Regions from separate parts of the Pan troglodytes genome. Here region 1 is linked to region 2. Evidence: chromatin contacts called from public Hi-C data. All regions are on one chromosome and are shown on one strand. Each heading gives the region's core, a stretch centred on a gene start, on an enhancer-like site or on the middle of the called end of the contact. The rest is flanking DNA. Distances are from core to core; before and after follow the strand shown. Region 1 has its middle 100 kb from the start of TMEM242. Region 2 overlaps ARID1B (AT-rich interaction domain 1B).

What was found. A called contact is a pair of places that touch in the nucleus more often than the background predicts.
Region 1: a contact with region 2 is called in a Hi-C map of stem cell-derived neural progenitor cells, with 5 times the contacts expected there. The contact joins two enhancer-like sites. A contact is called at or near these places in 1 of 7 Hi-C or Micro-C datasets (stem cell-derived neural progenitor cells) and 1 of 1 datasets of contacts at active chromatin or transcription factors (stem cell-derived excitatory neurons).

What each region holds. Positions count from the first base shown.
Region 1 is chr5:169,249,551-169,256,387 of NHGRI_mPanTro3-v2.0_pri, reverse strand. No RefSeq gene overlaps it. Among named protein-coding and RNA genes, the nearest start is that of TMEM242, 100 kb to the left of the region's middle. Within about 2 kb of position 5,072, at least 13 of the 24 cell types and tissues checked have an H3K27ac peak or open chromatin away from gene starts, as enhancers often do. A contact at or near this core is called in stem cell-derived neural progenitor cells, where this site is marked.
Region 2 is chr5:169,004,661-169,012,160 of NHGRI_mPanTro3-v2.0_pri, reverse strand. The region is part of intron 4 of ARID1B (AT-rich interaction domain 1B); the gene reads right to left. Among named protein-coding and RNA genes, the nearest start is that of ARID1B, 260 kb to the right of the region's middle. Within about 2 kb of position 5,325, at least 8 of the 24 cell types and tissues checked have an H3K27ac peak or open chromatin away from gene starts, as enhancers often do. A contact at or near this core is called in stem cell-derived neural progenitor cells, where this site is marked.

The DNA of each region.
Region 1 (6,837 bases), core at 3,823-6,322, 240 kb before region 2:
CATTGATTCTTTTTTTTTCTCTTTCAAATATTTTTTATTGAAATAACAATAAAATAAAAAAAGAACAGTGATCACTTTAACCAAACTTTTACTTTACAAATATAAAAATATAACCAAAACTTGTTTCTTTTATACATTTTCCATAAACGTAATACCAGAAAAGTTCTCAAAGCCAAACTATAAATGATGCTTGTATACTATGATGTGAACACAATAACCAAAAGTTTAAATTTCTAAATACATGACCTATCCCTCAACAGAACAGCATAATCGATATATCTTCCCAACTTATCTCTATTTTTACGATATGATCTTTTTCATTCTTTCATTTGGACAACAAACATTTATTAAGGATCTATAGGCATCAGGCTCTGTGGTAAATCCCAGAGAATCAAAGATACATCAGATATAGTCCTTGCCCTCCACAGAACCAAACTCTAAGACGAGAGAAGATACCAGAGAAAAAAAAAAAAGAAAAAGAAAACAGAAAAAAAACTATAGTAGAGTAGAAAGTCATGAGAATTTTAGGGGAGGGTTGGATAAAGGGACAAGAGAGCAGAGAAGAAAGAGAAATCGCTTCTGCCTTCCTTCCTTCCTTCCTTCCTTCCTTCCGTCCTTCCTTCCTTCCGTCCTTCCTTCCTTCCTTCCTTCCTTCCTTCCTTCCTTTCCTTGCCCTCCCTCCCTCTTTCTTTCTTTTCTTTCTTCTCTTTTCTTGTTTCCTTCCTTCCTTCCTTCCGCCACTCTCTCTCTCTCTCTGTGGCTTTCTTTTCTTTTCTTTCTTTTTTCTTTTTCTTCCTTCCTTTCTTTTCTTTCTTTCTTTCTTTTCTTTTCTTTCTTTCTTATTTCTTTCTTCTTCCTTCATTCCTTCCTCTCTTTCTCTTTCTTTCTCTCTCTTTTCTTTCTCCTTCCTTCCTTCCCTCCTTCCCTTCCTTCCTCCCTTCCTCCCTTCCCTCCTTTCTTCTTTTCTTTCTTTCTTTCTTTTTTTTTTTCTCACTCTGTTGTGCAGGCTGGAGTGCAGTGGTGTGATCACACCTCATAGAAGCCTCCAGTTCCTGGCCTCAAGCGATCCTTCTGCCTTGGCCTTCCAAAGCACTAGGATTGCAGACATGAGCCATTGCACCCAGCCCAATCTGGTCCTTAAATGTCAAGCTCTAAACCCACAGGACCTGAATAAATGCAGGTAAGAAGCCATTTTAGAAGGGAAAAATGGGCCATTGGGGTGGCTCACACCTGCAATCCCAGCACTTTGGGAGGCCGAAGTGGGTGGATCACCTGAGGTTAGGAGTTCAAGACCAGCCTGGCCAACATGGTGAAACCTCATCTTTACAAAAAATACAAAAATCAGCCAGCCTTGGTGGCAGGCACCTGTAATCCCAGCTACTCGGGAGGCTGAGGCAGGAGAATCGCTTGAACCTGGGAGGCGGAGGTTACAATGAACCAAAATTGTGCCACTGCATTCCAGTCTGGGCAACAAGAGCAAGAATCTGTCTCAAAAAAAAAAAAAAAAAAGGAAGAAGGGAAAAGCGCTAATCTGCTTCAGCCTCCCTAGCCTAGAGGAAGACTGTGTGTTTTCAGGGTGGTGTTGCTTTTTCACAATCTCTCAAATAGCATTATAAATATAAATGGCAGAATTGCACGGTGAATCAGAAATAACAATGATTATAGTAACAAGCGTGTGGACAACCCAGCCTGCAGTCCAAATTCCCCTGCACCCCACTGGCTGCCCCTGGCCCTCCTCAGGCCCAGAGGCATGAACACGTGCAGGGCTAGCCACTGGAGAGGATGGACCCAGGGCAAAGGCCAAGCCTCAGGAATCTCGGGGCTGACTGAGTAGGAAATGACAGGCCCTGGCCTTGTGGATAATTCACCTCAGGGTGAGGCAGCTGTAGGGGTAGGCACTCTGCAGCGAGGGCTGGGCTGGGCCCCTTGCCTGGGGCCTGGCACGGCGGGTGTCCCATTCCAAAGCCTAGGCTTGCCACATGCAGAAGGGCTGGACCCTCTCCATCACCTGACTCAAAGGCCCTTATAGGGGTCACCCAATGAACACGGTACTGGAGACCCGCTGATACCCCTTGGAGACTAATACACGGGTTATGATTTTCTTTTCTTTATTCAGATACTGAAGTGCCTGCCAGCCTCCACATTTGCATCTTTGCTTTGGCCATCAGAAAGCTTGGAACTAAATTTAATCTCGCGTCATAATAATCTTACCACCTTTTTGACTCCCTCCTTCTTCGGCATGAGTTTTCAATTTTCTTTTCCCATTTTAGCAATCTTATTGTGCATGTATCTTTTATTGGAAGCTGCCTCCAATCCTTTTTAGAAGCTGACAGGGTATAAATTGTAAATAAAAATAAATACTGCTGAAATCTTCCCATGGTAGCTTTCTTATTTCTGGAGGTATCTGAAATCCTGACTTGGCTTTTGTGAAAAATTCAACACAAAACATCCCGTGCACCAACTCAGTTTTAAGTTTCTGCTTCTGTAAAAGATCCTGGGTTGCTATAACCCTGAGCTCTGAAATGAAAACTTTTCAATGGCAAATGGTAAATGTTTCGTTTCTAAAGTGTAGTTTGTAAAATGTTTACCTCAAGTGGTGGCTGTTTGTGACACCCCACTTTCATCTTAAGCATTGTTTAAAATTTGGGCATTATGCTTACCTAGCTGGGACTAGCTTGACTGGGAGGCTGGGAAATGTGGAGTCACTTCTAGCTGGAGGAAAACAGTTGGAGTATTTATGCGCTCGAATGGAGATTCCATGTCATTCCTTATTGTCTGCCATGAGTGGGACCAGAGGAGAGAAGGGCTTCCCTGCTGGTTGGAGTGCAGGAGAGGGAAATGGAGGCTCTTCTATTGTGGGTTTAACTCTAAAGAGAGTTCTGGTTCTGGCTGAACGGAGATCCCTGGGCTACAAAGGAAGTTTCTTATCTCAGGAGGGGGAAAAGACACCATGAGAGAGAGCCCAGTGCATGCCTTTATTTCAGTCCTTTATTTTTTGAAATCTTACTCTGTGAGATTAGTTTGTCATTTAAGGCTATTGGTATGTAGCAATTGTAATAGAGAACTCTACATTGTTCAAAAGAAGCAGTACACACACACACACTCCCCTCTCCGTGCAGCCCCCGCACCCCCTCTTTCTCAACTCTCCCACAGCCAGCCTGGCCCTGCTCCTGGCCTGCGAGACCCCTGGGTCTCTTCCCCACCCCCATCCTTTCTGGACACTTTCGGCCTTATTCTTCCGGCAGCGATCTTGCTTATTTACCAGGGTCGTGTCTCCTTAGAAGGTCACATCCCCTGGTCCTGCCAGAGCGTGGCGCCTGTGGCCAAGGGGCACCCTCCCCAAGCTCACCTCCTCAAGACAGGCCCAGACTCTCCACATCTTCTGAGCCACATGAGCAAAGCACCTGCCACTTATAGAGGCACCGAGTCCTAACTGCAGGTCATATTTTCAGAGAACAGCCCTATTGATGAGTCTAGGAAACTAAACTTTAAAAGTGACGGCAAAAGTCATAGTTCCAGAAAGGTTGGCATGTGGCATTATTCCACTGCAGACAGTGACATCCAACCCACTTAGGTAGACAGATGCACCTTTTCGTGTGCGGCCATCATGGGGCACTGGGATTTTAAACCTTTATAATCTACTTTCCCCATTTTCCCTCAGTGAACATGGCTCGCTCTTCTAACTAAAGAAAGTGAAGGAGGGATATTTGTGGCATGGTTGTTTTTTGAGAATAAAATAATCGTTGCCTACAATACATGGGTTGATCTAAAACCCCAAGCAGTCCCCAAGCCCCCTCCCTCCCTGGGGAATGGAAGTGCTTGGAATCCTCCTTCCTGGGACTCAGGGCTGGGCTCTTGCCTTCTAGGGCCACTCCGGTGAGGTGAGATCATGACAACTTTCAAGGTTCTCTCTGCCTTGGGAGTGAAGCCCTGTGGACTTTGCACGCCCACCTGGAACAGGCCTGCTGTATGTGGAACTGTGTCCCCACAAAAGGTGTGTTAAAGTCCAAACCCCTGGTGTTGAAGATTTCAGTGTTGAAGCCTTCTTTGAAAATCAGGCCTTTCCATTTTCATCAAGTTAAAATGAAGCTATGTATATATACACACACACTTTATTTATTTTTATTTATTTATTTTGAGAGGGGGACGCCGTCTCACTCTATCACCCAGGCTGGAGTACAGTGGCGCGATCTCAGCTCACTGCAATCTCCGCCTCCTAGGTTCAAGCGATTCTCCTGTCTCAGCCTCCTGAGTAGCTGGGATTACAGGCACCCGCCACCAGCCTAATTTTTCGTATTTTTAGTAGAGATGGGGTTTCATCATGTTGGCTAGGCTAGTCACAAACTCCTGACCTCAGGTGATCCGCCTGCCTTGGACTCCCAAAGTGCCGGGATTACAGGAGTTTTGTTTTGTTTTGTTTTGTTTTGTTTTGTTTTAAACGGAGTCTCACTTGGTCGCTCAGGCAGGAGTGCAGTGGCGCGATCTCGGCTCACTGCAACCTCCGCCTCCCAGGTTCAAGCGATTCTCCTGTATCAGCCTCCTGAGTAGCTGGGATTACAAGCGCCCGCCACCACGCCTGGCTAATTTTTGCATTTTGGGTAGAGATGGGGTTTCACCATGTTGGCCAGGCTGGTCTCGAACTCCTGACCTCAGGTGATTCACCCTCCTTGGCCTCCCAAAGTGTTGGGATTGCAGGCGTGAGCCACAGCGCCCGTCCAAAATGAAGCTATATTTGATGAGAGTGGGCTCTACTCCAAGACCACTGTTGTCCTTGTAAAAGGAGAAAAGACAGACACAGGGACACAGGGCCATGTGGCCACAGAGGCAGAGACTGGAGTGACGGGAGACAAGCCCCGAACTCTGAGGACCCTGCAGCCCCAGAGGCCAAGAGAAAGGCATGGAACAGATTCTCTCCCCCAGCCTTCGGGGACCTTGACTCTGGACTTCCCGCCTCCAGAACCGCGTCTGTTGCTTGAAGCCTCCGGGTCTTCGCGGTGCAGAGAAGCGCCAGGCCTCCAGAGCCTCGCCTCCCGCCGCCCGCGCCCGGCCCCGGGTCCTCCCTCGGAAGCCGCCTGTCTGTCTGCCGCCGAGTCCCACCGGGCTTCGGCCGGCACTGCCCGTTTACCCTCTGTCCCTCCCATCCCTCCCGGCTCCTGGAGGAGCTGGGTCCGCGTCTAGCTCCTCGGCCCTCCCCGCGCGCTCGGCACCGCGCACGGCCCACGCTGGACAGATGTCCCCCGCCCTCTCCCCGGACGCCCCCAAGGCCCCTGCCTTCCAGGCCGAGCCTCCGCTGCCGCCGCTTCCCCGCGCTCTGCAGTCCCCGCGGCGCTCCCGGGGCCGCCGCTCGGCCGTGGTGCTCGCTTCGCCCAGCAGAGGGCGGCCGAGGCGCGGGCCTAGGCGGGGCTGTCGCCGCCTGTGCGGGGCGGGCGGAGCGGGGCGCGGGCGACCTGACAGCGAGGCCCGGCGGCGCGTCCCCACAGCGGCCTCCCGCCCCGTCCGAGACCGGGGCTGCGGGGATGACCCCTAGCTGGAGGCCTTGGCTGCCTTTTGCTCTTTTGTTTTCTGTCTGGTCCCCTGGAACCGGGGCCACTGGAGGCTCCCGGAAACGCGCAGGCGACATCTCCCCGACCGTCCTCATCAGAAGCCCACGGAGCCCGTCCCGCCCACGCGTCCTGAAGGCGTGGCTGCGGGTCCCGTGGTCCCCAGGTCCCGCGTCTGGCCGCGCCCACCTGGCATCTCCCTGGACTCCCCCAGGCGCAGAGACTGAGCCTCCTCCCGGCTGCAGCGTCGGTCCCCGGGCGTGGCCGCCGTTCCCCTCCTGGGGTCGCCCCTGTCCCCCGCGCGTGCTCCCAGGAGACTTCAGTCCTCAGCGCCCGCAGCTGCACCCTCTCGGAGCCGCTCATTTACCCACCTGTATCCCGCTCCCGACCCCGGAACTCTCAGCACCCAGGGGCCGCCCTCTGCATGGTGGGTGCCAAAACCCAAAAACCAGAAGTGGGCTTTTCCTAGTGCCTTTTTGAGATCTAAGTGGTGTTTCTGGCGGTTTGGGTTTTAAGGTGCCATTTTCTGTCTACTTTCTTTACTTTCTCGAATGACTTTTTCTTGTTATAAGTAACTACATGTTCAAGGTCAAAAAATGAGAAAACATAAGCAAAAAAGGCACCTGAAATCCCAGCTTCCATCAATAACTATAGGAATATTTTGGTGTCTGCTGCCACATTTTCCCCTCTGCGTGTGGGTGTGTGTACGGTGATATGTTATTTTTCCAAAACAGGGATCCCTCCCATCCACCTCGGCAATCTGCTTTTCCACAGAGCAAGGCAGTGAGAACGTCTCTCTGTGAACCACAGTGAAGACGCACCCAGCAGGGTATAGGAGCTGGGCCCGCTGGGAGGGCGAGTGTGGGCGGGGCATAGCCGGCAAACCCAGCCCACCCGAGGCCTGGCCAGGGGAGGGCCCTCCCTGTGAGCCTCCTGGGGGCCCATGGGCCCTGTTACCTACGTCGCCTTGGTTGGTGAGGTCTCATCCCTGGCTGCAGCTACCGGGCTTTAGGGTGTCCTTTTAAAGAGCACCTCGAAGAAGAAAATCCCATCCTTTCCTCTAGTCCCCGCAGAGTCCATCTGCAGTGGAAACAACTCTGCCCTTTGTAGAGTGGCTTTTTCTTGTGTGGATTTAAATACAAGGAATACAAAACAAATTAATATTGACCCCAAGGAGCCCCATTCCTCCCTCCGCCTCCGGACAACTAGGGTGCCTCCAGATCAGCAGTTCTCAATGAGAGGCTGGGGGCAGGGGGTTGGTGGGTGGAGTTTTGCCTCTCTTCCCCCAGGGGACGTC
Region 2 (7,500 bases), core at 4,076-6,575:
GAGAAATCGAGGCCAGACCTGTAGGAGGTGAATCAACAAAACGCTGCTGAGGAAGCCACAGGAAGAGAGTGTGCCAAGGAAGAAGTCCATTAGGTCAAATGTGCAAGGAGGCAGGCACAGGGCAAGTAGTGAACTGCTCTGCTAGATCTGGGTGTGTCGTTGGGGACCTTAGTAAGAGGAGTTGAGTGGGGCAGTGGTGATGGTGGCTAAGAAGATGGGGAGTAAAGACTGAGAGGCGGGTACAGGGTACACCCTATCAGTTCCATCAGTTATCAGGACATTCAGAAAACAGAGAAGGTGCTGGGGCTGACACTGCTGGTGCAAATCCCAGTTCTGTTACTGATTGGTTGCGTGAACTTGAGCAAGTTCTAGACTCTGAGTTCCTGTTTCCTTACCTAACACTGGGGATAACAACAGTGTCCACATCTCATATGAGAGTGGATTAAATAAAAACGTGCTTTTTTCTAATTCTGGACTTAGCCACCTAATCAGAAGATGAAGAACATTCACAGTCATGAAATTTTGAAGTAACTTATTAGATTAGTAAGATTTCTCAAGAAATTTATTAAGAAGTTTATTAAGTTATGTTTACATGTTTTTTAATGACCCAGGGCTAATTACATACCCCTTTCTTGTTTACACCCCTTACTATAATTTTCTATACTACTATATGTAGAATCCATAAACAACAAGTCAATGTTTCAGTCTTTTCCCTATGTTTAGTAATGTAATCACATATGTACACATATAAATGTTTAGCTGATTTATCATCCCATTATCAACAGCAGCTTTAGTTAGTTCATTAATGATATACAAGGCACGGTTATCCTATAAAAAGAACCAACCCATGTTGGTGGCTGCTGGGACTTCTGATTTATTTTTCTATAGAATTATAAACTTTATAATATATTCAAATCATGATCAAAGCTGAAAATAAGAATAGTGGTCTACAGTTTCAGAACTTTACTAACAAAGGCATATATTCACCCATTTTTTATTTTGAAGCACCTCTTCTATTCACCTCAAATTCTTGTTTATAAGTAGATATAATTTAAAAATAATTATCTTAATTAGACCTGTATAGAAACAAACTCAAGAAAATAAAAGTTACTTAAATTCAGAGGAAAAAACTAAAACCACGGGAAAACAGCGGAAGTGCTTATTGTCTACTATACTGTGAAACAGCTTCAGCATTTCAAATTCTGAGTTACCTTTAAATGAGATAAGCCTAACAAAACAATGAATCTCTATTTGTGCAAAATTAAGATGTAAGAAGTAGAACATAGATATTTGCCATTTGACTAGAGTAAAAAGTTACTCTCAGATCAACCCTGCTAGTCATGATAGTTTTGCGAGACTGCACACTTGTTTCCCTGGGTTGTAGTTTCACCACATGTACATACAAAAATAAGTTGTTTTAATTTCTGGGTCCCAGTGTATTTAACTCATTTTCCAGTAAGACTGACAAATTTGTGCTAAGTCAATATTAAGCTTGTAAATTTAATTTCGCTTAAGAGAAGGCAAAGCATACAAGTATAAAGAATTAGTAGGAAAAAAAGTACAGAAAGATAAAGGCTCATTAAAGATCATCACTAAAAGGAGCGGCGACATACACAGGACACACACTCCAGCAGGCTCAGAAATGTTCTGTGCATTTGCCAAGAGGGTGCCATGTGTTACCACAGTGACTTAGACACTTGAGTTGCCTTTCCCAGTGCTTACAAAAACAGGAAGAAACACCAATTGTGAATGCGTTTAAAAACCTGACTAATGCTGAATACCTAGACCTTTACGAAATAAGGTAATTCTGGCCGAGCACAGTGGCTTGCACCTGTAATCCCAGCACTTTGGGAGGCCGAGGCGGGCAGATCACAAGGTCAAGAGATCGAGACCATCCTGGCCAACATGGTGAAACCCCGTCTCTACTAAGAATTCAAAAATCAGTGGCACGCGCCTGTAGTCCCAGCTACTCAGGAGGCCGAGGCAGGAGAATTGCTTGAACCTGGAAGGCGGAGGTTGCAGTGAGCTGAGATCGCACCACTGCACTCTAGCCTGGCGACAAAGCGAGACTCCGTCTTGGAAAGAAAAAAAAAGAAGAAAGAAAAAAGAAAGAAAGAAAGAAAAGAAAGGAAGGAAGGAAGGAAGGAAGGAAGGAAGGAAGGAAGGAAGGAAGGAAAAGAAAGAGAGAAAGAAAGAAGGAAGGAAGGTAGGAAGGTAGGTAGGTAGGTAGGTAGGTAGGTAGGTAGGAAGGTAGGAAGGAAGGAAGGGAGGGAGGGAGGGAAAGAAAGAAAGGACGGAAAGAAAGGAAAGAAAGAAAGGAAGGAAGGAAGGAAGGAAAGAAAGAAAGAAAGAAAGAAGGTAACTTTTGGAATTCAAAAATATACTTGCCGACTTCCAGATAATGAAGCAGTAAAAAGAAATGTCAAATTTCCCATTTTTAATTATATGTATAAACACTTCAGTATAGATGAGCAAAAGCTAAAAGCATCTATTACTGTGAAAGTCGCTGGATTGTTGAAAAAAATTTTCACTGTTGTTTCAACTTATTAAATTTAAGGCTATGAGGTCAGGAGCAGTGGCTAACGCCTGTAATGCCAACACTACTCTTTGGGAGGCCAAGACCAGGGATCACTTGAGGCGAGGAGTTCAAGACCAGCCTGGGCAACATAGTTAGACCTGCATTTTTATAAAAAATTAGCCAGGCATGGTGGCACATGGCTGGCGGGAGCATCGCTTGAGCCTGGGAGGTTGAGGCTGCAATGAGCCATGATCGCGCCGCTGCACTCCAGCCTGGGCAACAGAGTGAGACCCAGTCTCAAAAAAAAAAAGTTAAGGCTACAAAAGGAACCTGTTACGTTGGCCACAGAACAAACACGGAGGCTTCACACAGCAGGGCAGACTATGAGAGCTGCTGGCTACACTAATCTTCTATAACGTTGCTGCATACTCAGTAAGTATGAAGGATTATGAAAATGAGCTCCTAAGAACTGACCCTACAGGTTTATTAAAAATGCAATGAATATTCCACATGTATGCTGGGCATTAAATAAAAAATGAAAAATTCACAAGACAACCATATGTTAAATACTGTAAATAATACTGAATTAGGTTCTATTTAGAATAATTTCTTTTAGTAATTTTTGGCAGATACAGAAACATAAAAAATTTATTAGGGTTATAAACTTGAGTTGTATCAAGTATTTATAAAGTATTAATTTAATTTTCTTCATATATTTATGAATGTAAAATCGTGCTACATTTGTAACCTCAGAAACTTTGCTTTTGGTAGCATTACAGTGTCATCTTACCTGTCATTACTGTACAACTGGTAGACTGTGCTTTTGAAATGTCAAGCATATAGGATAAAAAAATGGTAAAATATATATATGTATATATAAATAATCCAACTTGGTTTCAAGCCAAAGATGTAGCACATGGAGGAGTCACGTGAGGGTCGTCACCAATACCTGGTGTTCTGTAATAGTTTCTACCAACCTTCCTATCCTCCCAAACTGACTTCCGAAGTAACTGATGGCACCTACCCTATACTTCTACACCTCTATATGAAAATGAAATCAGAGTTCTCTAATAAGTGTCTCCTAATTTACTCAAAATTTAACAAATTTAAAAATTATCACCAAATATGTACAAAAGGCAAATGCCTCCCAATTTACTCAAAATTTAACAAATTTAAAAATTATCAGCAAATATGTACAAAAGGCAAGTAATTTGATCGACAATTCAGGTCTGGAAGATTATAATTTTTAAAAATCTGTAATTCTTCCTCTTGTGTTCTCTATCTCAGGGTGACACCATATTGTCCCTGGACTCATCTTGAGCTCCTCTTTTCCTACTCTGCACACCCCAGCAGGCACCAGACCTGCACACTGAGGTTGCTAGTCCTCTGCCCTCTGACACTGCTTCTACTATGCCAGCTCAGGCCTGTGTTCACTTTTACTGGGTCTATTCAACTGCTTTTAACTGGTCTCTGGTTAATCCGTCCTCCAAAAAGTGGCCAAAGTCATCTGTCTAAATTGCAAATCTGACCACTACCTGGCTTAAAATCTTTTAATAGCTTACCATTTTTTATAGGAGAAAGTTATCTTTAACCTCTCCAGTCTCAGATCTTGCCACACAGACAGAAACTTAACTACTTTTAGCTTTCTCAGATATTTTTCATGGTGGCTGTTCTACCCGAAAATAGCTCTCATTTCTCCTGCCCTCCTTTCTTGCCTCAGTATAACCTAAGCCCTCAAAACTCAGCCCAGGGATCCACCTCCTAGAAAGCCTTCCCATTCTCCACTCCACCCGACTCGCAGCCTCTGGCATGTTTCTTGCATGGATACAGCTACCCTGTGGGATGATTTATCTGCTTATAGGCTTAGATCTGTCAGCTGGTCATGAGGTCCTCACGGGAAGGAGCTGGGTTTTCAATCCGGTTGTAACTGGACGGTAGGGGTTCTGTCTGAAGCGGGGACGTTTAATAAATCAATGAATAACGCTGGAGCTATGAACTAAATACAGCACTCTGATAACATCTTAGATTTCAGTACCCCCAAACTGGGGCAAAATTTAAGCAAATCTTGTGCTATGCCGGGTTGAAATTTAAAAGTCAATTACTACTAAACGAAACTCTTGTTTTCCTGTATTGTTTCTTTCTACACAACAAAGAAGGTAATGAAAATACTACCACAGTCTAATCTTAATCACAATAAGAGAAATCTTAAACTTGTGAAGATTTTTAAACCTCAGTGTTTTGATTATGATTAAAAAAAAAATAAGTCCCCTCTGTTGAACCTTCAAATCCACCTAGGAGGAACTGACAAAAACCTCCACAATGAACTACACCAGACTACACACCTTGAGTCCAAAGGCTGCATCCTCCGAGGCCAAGACTTCAACCTGAAATCATAAGGAAAAACATAATTTAGGCACTATCAAAAACCTCTTTGAGTCTAGCCACAGAAACCAGACACAGGCATGGCCTAGAATTGAGAGTTCTGAGAAAACTGGCATTCCATTTATGTCAGTTGTCAAGAAAGAGAGATCTGTGAGTATCTTCAAGAGCTGGGCTGAAATCCCAGTCACCGTCTGGGTTTCAGTTCTATAAGACGGCGGGAGCTCCTATCAAATGAATCCATCTGCCATCATGTGGACGTAGTGGTTGAAGTTCCTCAAAAACAATCCAGGAAGTGAGTAGAATCATCCTTCTCACCTAAATCACAACATGTTGCATATGCCTTTTGATCTTTTACTGACAGACAGTGAGGGGAAGCTGCCCTTTGTAGAGCAATCTCACTATGCATGTGTGCTACCAGTAGATTCTTGTCCTGCTCAGATCAGAGTGGGCAGCGCTGGATCTCTGGAATGTTGCAGAGCAAGAGTTCCTGAAAGCAATACTCTGGAAAAGGCAGGCAGTGTCTAAGCAACAAGTTGTGAAATGATGGCAAAACTTCAAGACTGCCTGTCAGTCTCATGCATAGAAGACAGAGCTCATTAACATGAATTTTAAAAAGCTGCGAGGAACAAAACGTGTATTGATAATTACTGTTTTTTAAACATAATTATTCAGTGTCGTGTGTAAAGCTTTTAACTTTGACTATTGCAAAGTACCAATACACGATGGAAAAGAACAAGGAAAGAAGGCAACAGAACACATCTGAGTATTTTTAAAGAGGAAGACGGGGTGGGTGGGCAATATCAGACTGTAACAGGCTTCACTGTCAGTTTTAAACCTTTTAAAACTAGGCATGTGTGGCAGGTGTTTAAGTAGAAGGCATATAGGCCTATCTAATGTGTCCTGCTATAAAACAAAATTGTATTCTTCCCTTGTGGACAGAAAATATAGAAAGGAAGGCCATGACAATAAGACTTTCATCCAGTATGAAAGTTAAAAGGGTCAAAAGAAGAAACAAGGAAGCAAATTGTCTTCTCCAACTGCTTCACTGAAAGCCAGGCTCACTGACCACCCCCTGGCACTGGCAGAGCCTGGTGCGGAAAGCAAAAGAAAGATACTACCATTAGGGATGGAGATGAGCAGCCTCGTTTTCATAGAAAACCATATGTTGCTGATACCAAATATGATTTTAGGCTAAAGACTGAAATGTTGAATCAATTATAGTAGAAAAAATCATTGTAAGTTTCACTGACAGCATTTCTGTTTACATTTTAATTTCCAAGGCTGTTAGATTTAGAAACAAGGCCTTATTATAGACTTTTCATTTAAGAAAAGGAAAAAAGATTACATGTTTGAATTTCCCAAGCCCTGACTTTCACAATGCTAGGTTACTAACCTCAACTATTTTTTAAATTAAAACCTCTAATCAACATTGGAGACTTTAAAGGAAAAACGCGAACAGGAAATATGCTGAATCTTAAATACTGTGAACATCGTATGACATTTGCTTGTGAATTACACATATAGATCATATCTGCATACCTCACCCTTGATGTGCTATTTTTAACACAAATAGAATTATTTTTAAAATATATTACAGTTTAACTTTGCAAAAAAAAAAAATCTTCAGTGAGTTCTGCATATTTTATCATATTATAAAAAGTCAATGTAACAAGAAAATTCAATAGTAAATAGAGCTCTATTTAAAGATAAGGCTTTAATATATTTGACAACTTGAGGTGAGAGCAAATCAAAGCTTTCGTGTGAAATTTAGAACTCTCTCTGTGGCTATTTCAGCAGACAGAGACAGTGACAGACCTTGTGGGTGGGAGGAGGGAGTCAGATCCCACCAGGGCACCCTTCACCCCAGATTCTATCTCCAGCAGGGCTGGGGGAGTTGTTTTGAAACTCTTAATATACCTTTAAATGAATTTAATTACAGCAACTCTACAAAAGTATTTATGTTTTGTTCAAAAGCACTATTGTTTAAATATACATGTACCCTAGTTCAAGTATCCTTTACATCCTCTATTTCTGTAAGATTTTAATATCAGCAACTACAGAAAATCAGCTGATTTTAAAAACATGAGGTTATCCTCAATTTAATACAAAGGGAATATCAATGTCACACAAGGTTTTCACGCTGAGTCTAAGAGCATTTTTACCTAAGTTGGAAGGAATCCCCCTCTAGTGGGAGCAAAGGAGTATTTCAACTTTCACACTTAATTTCCAGGTAGTAGTCATTAAACTTACCGGCCAAAATCAGCTAAGCTTTTTTGTTCCTTTTGTCATAAATTTGAACAACAACAACAGAAAAGTCAATAACTATATTTCATAAGACAAAACCACCCATCATTCTTATACATAAACTAGAAGTAGATCTGTGTTAATCCGATTAAAACAAGAATATACAACTGAAAAATTTGGGAAATTCTCAATGGAAAGACTGGATACTGTACTGGGAAGACACAGCATTGATGCTAAAATACTAATTCTTTGCCTATAATCTGCATTTATCTGCTCTAATCTCAAAAAGACCATCACTCATTCATAATAAATACTGTCCAGATATTTATTAAATGCAATGTTTTGTGCTTAATGTC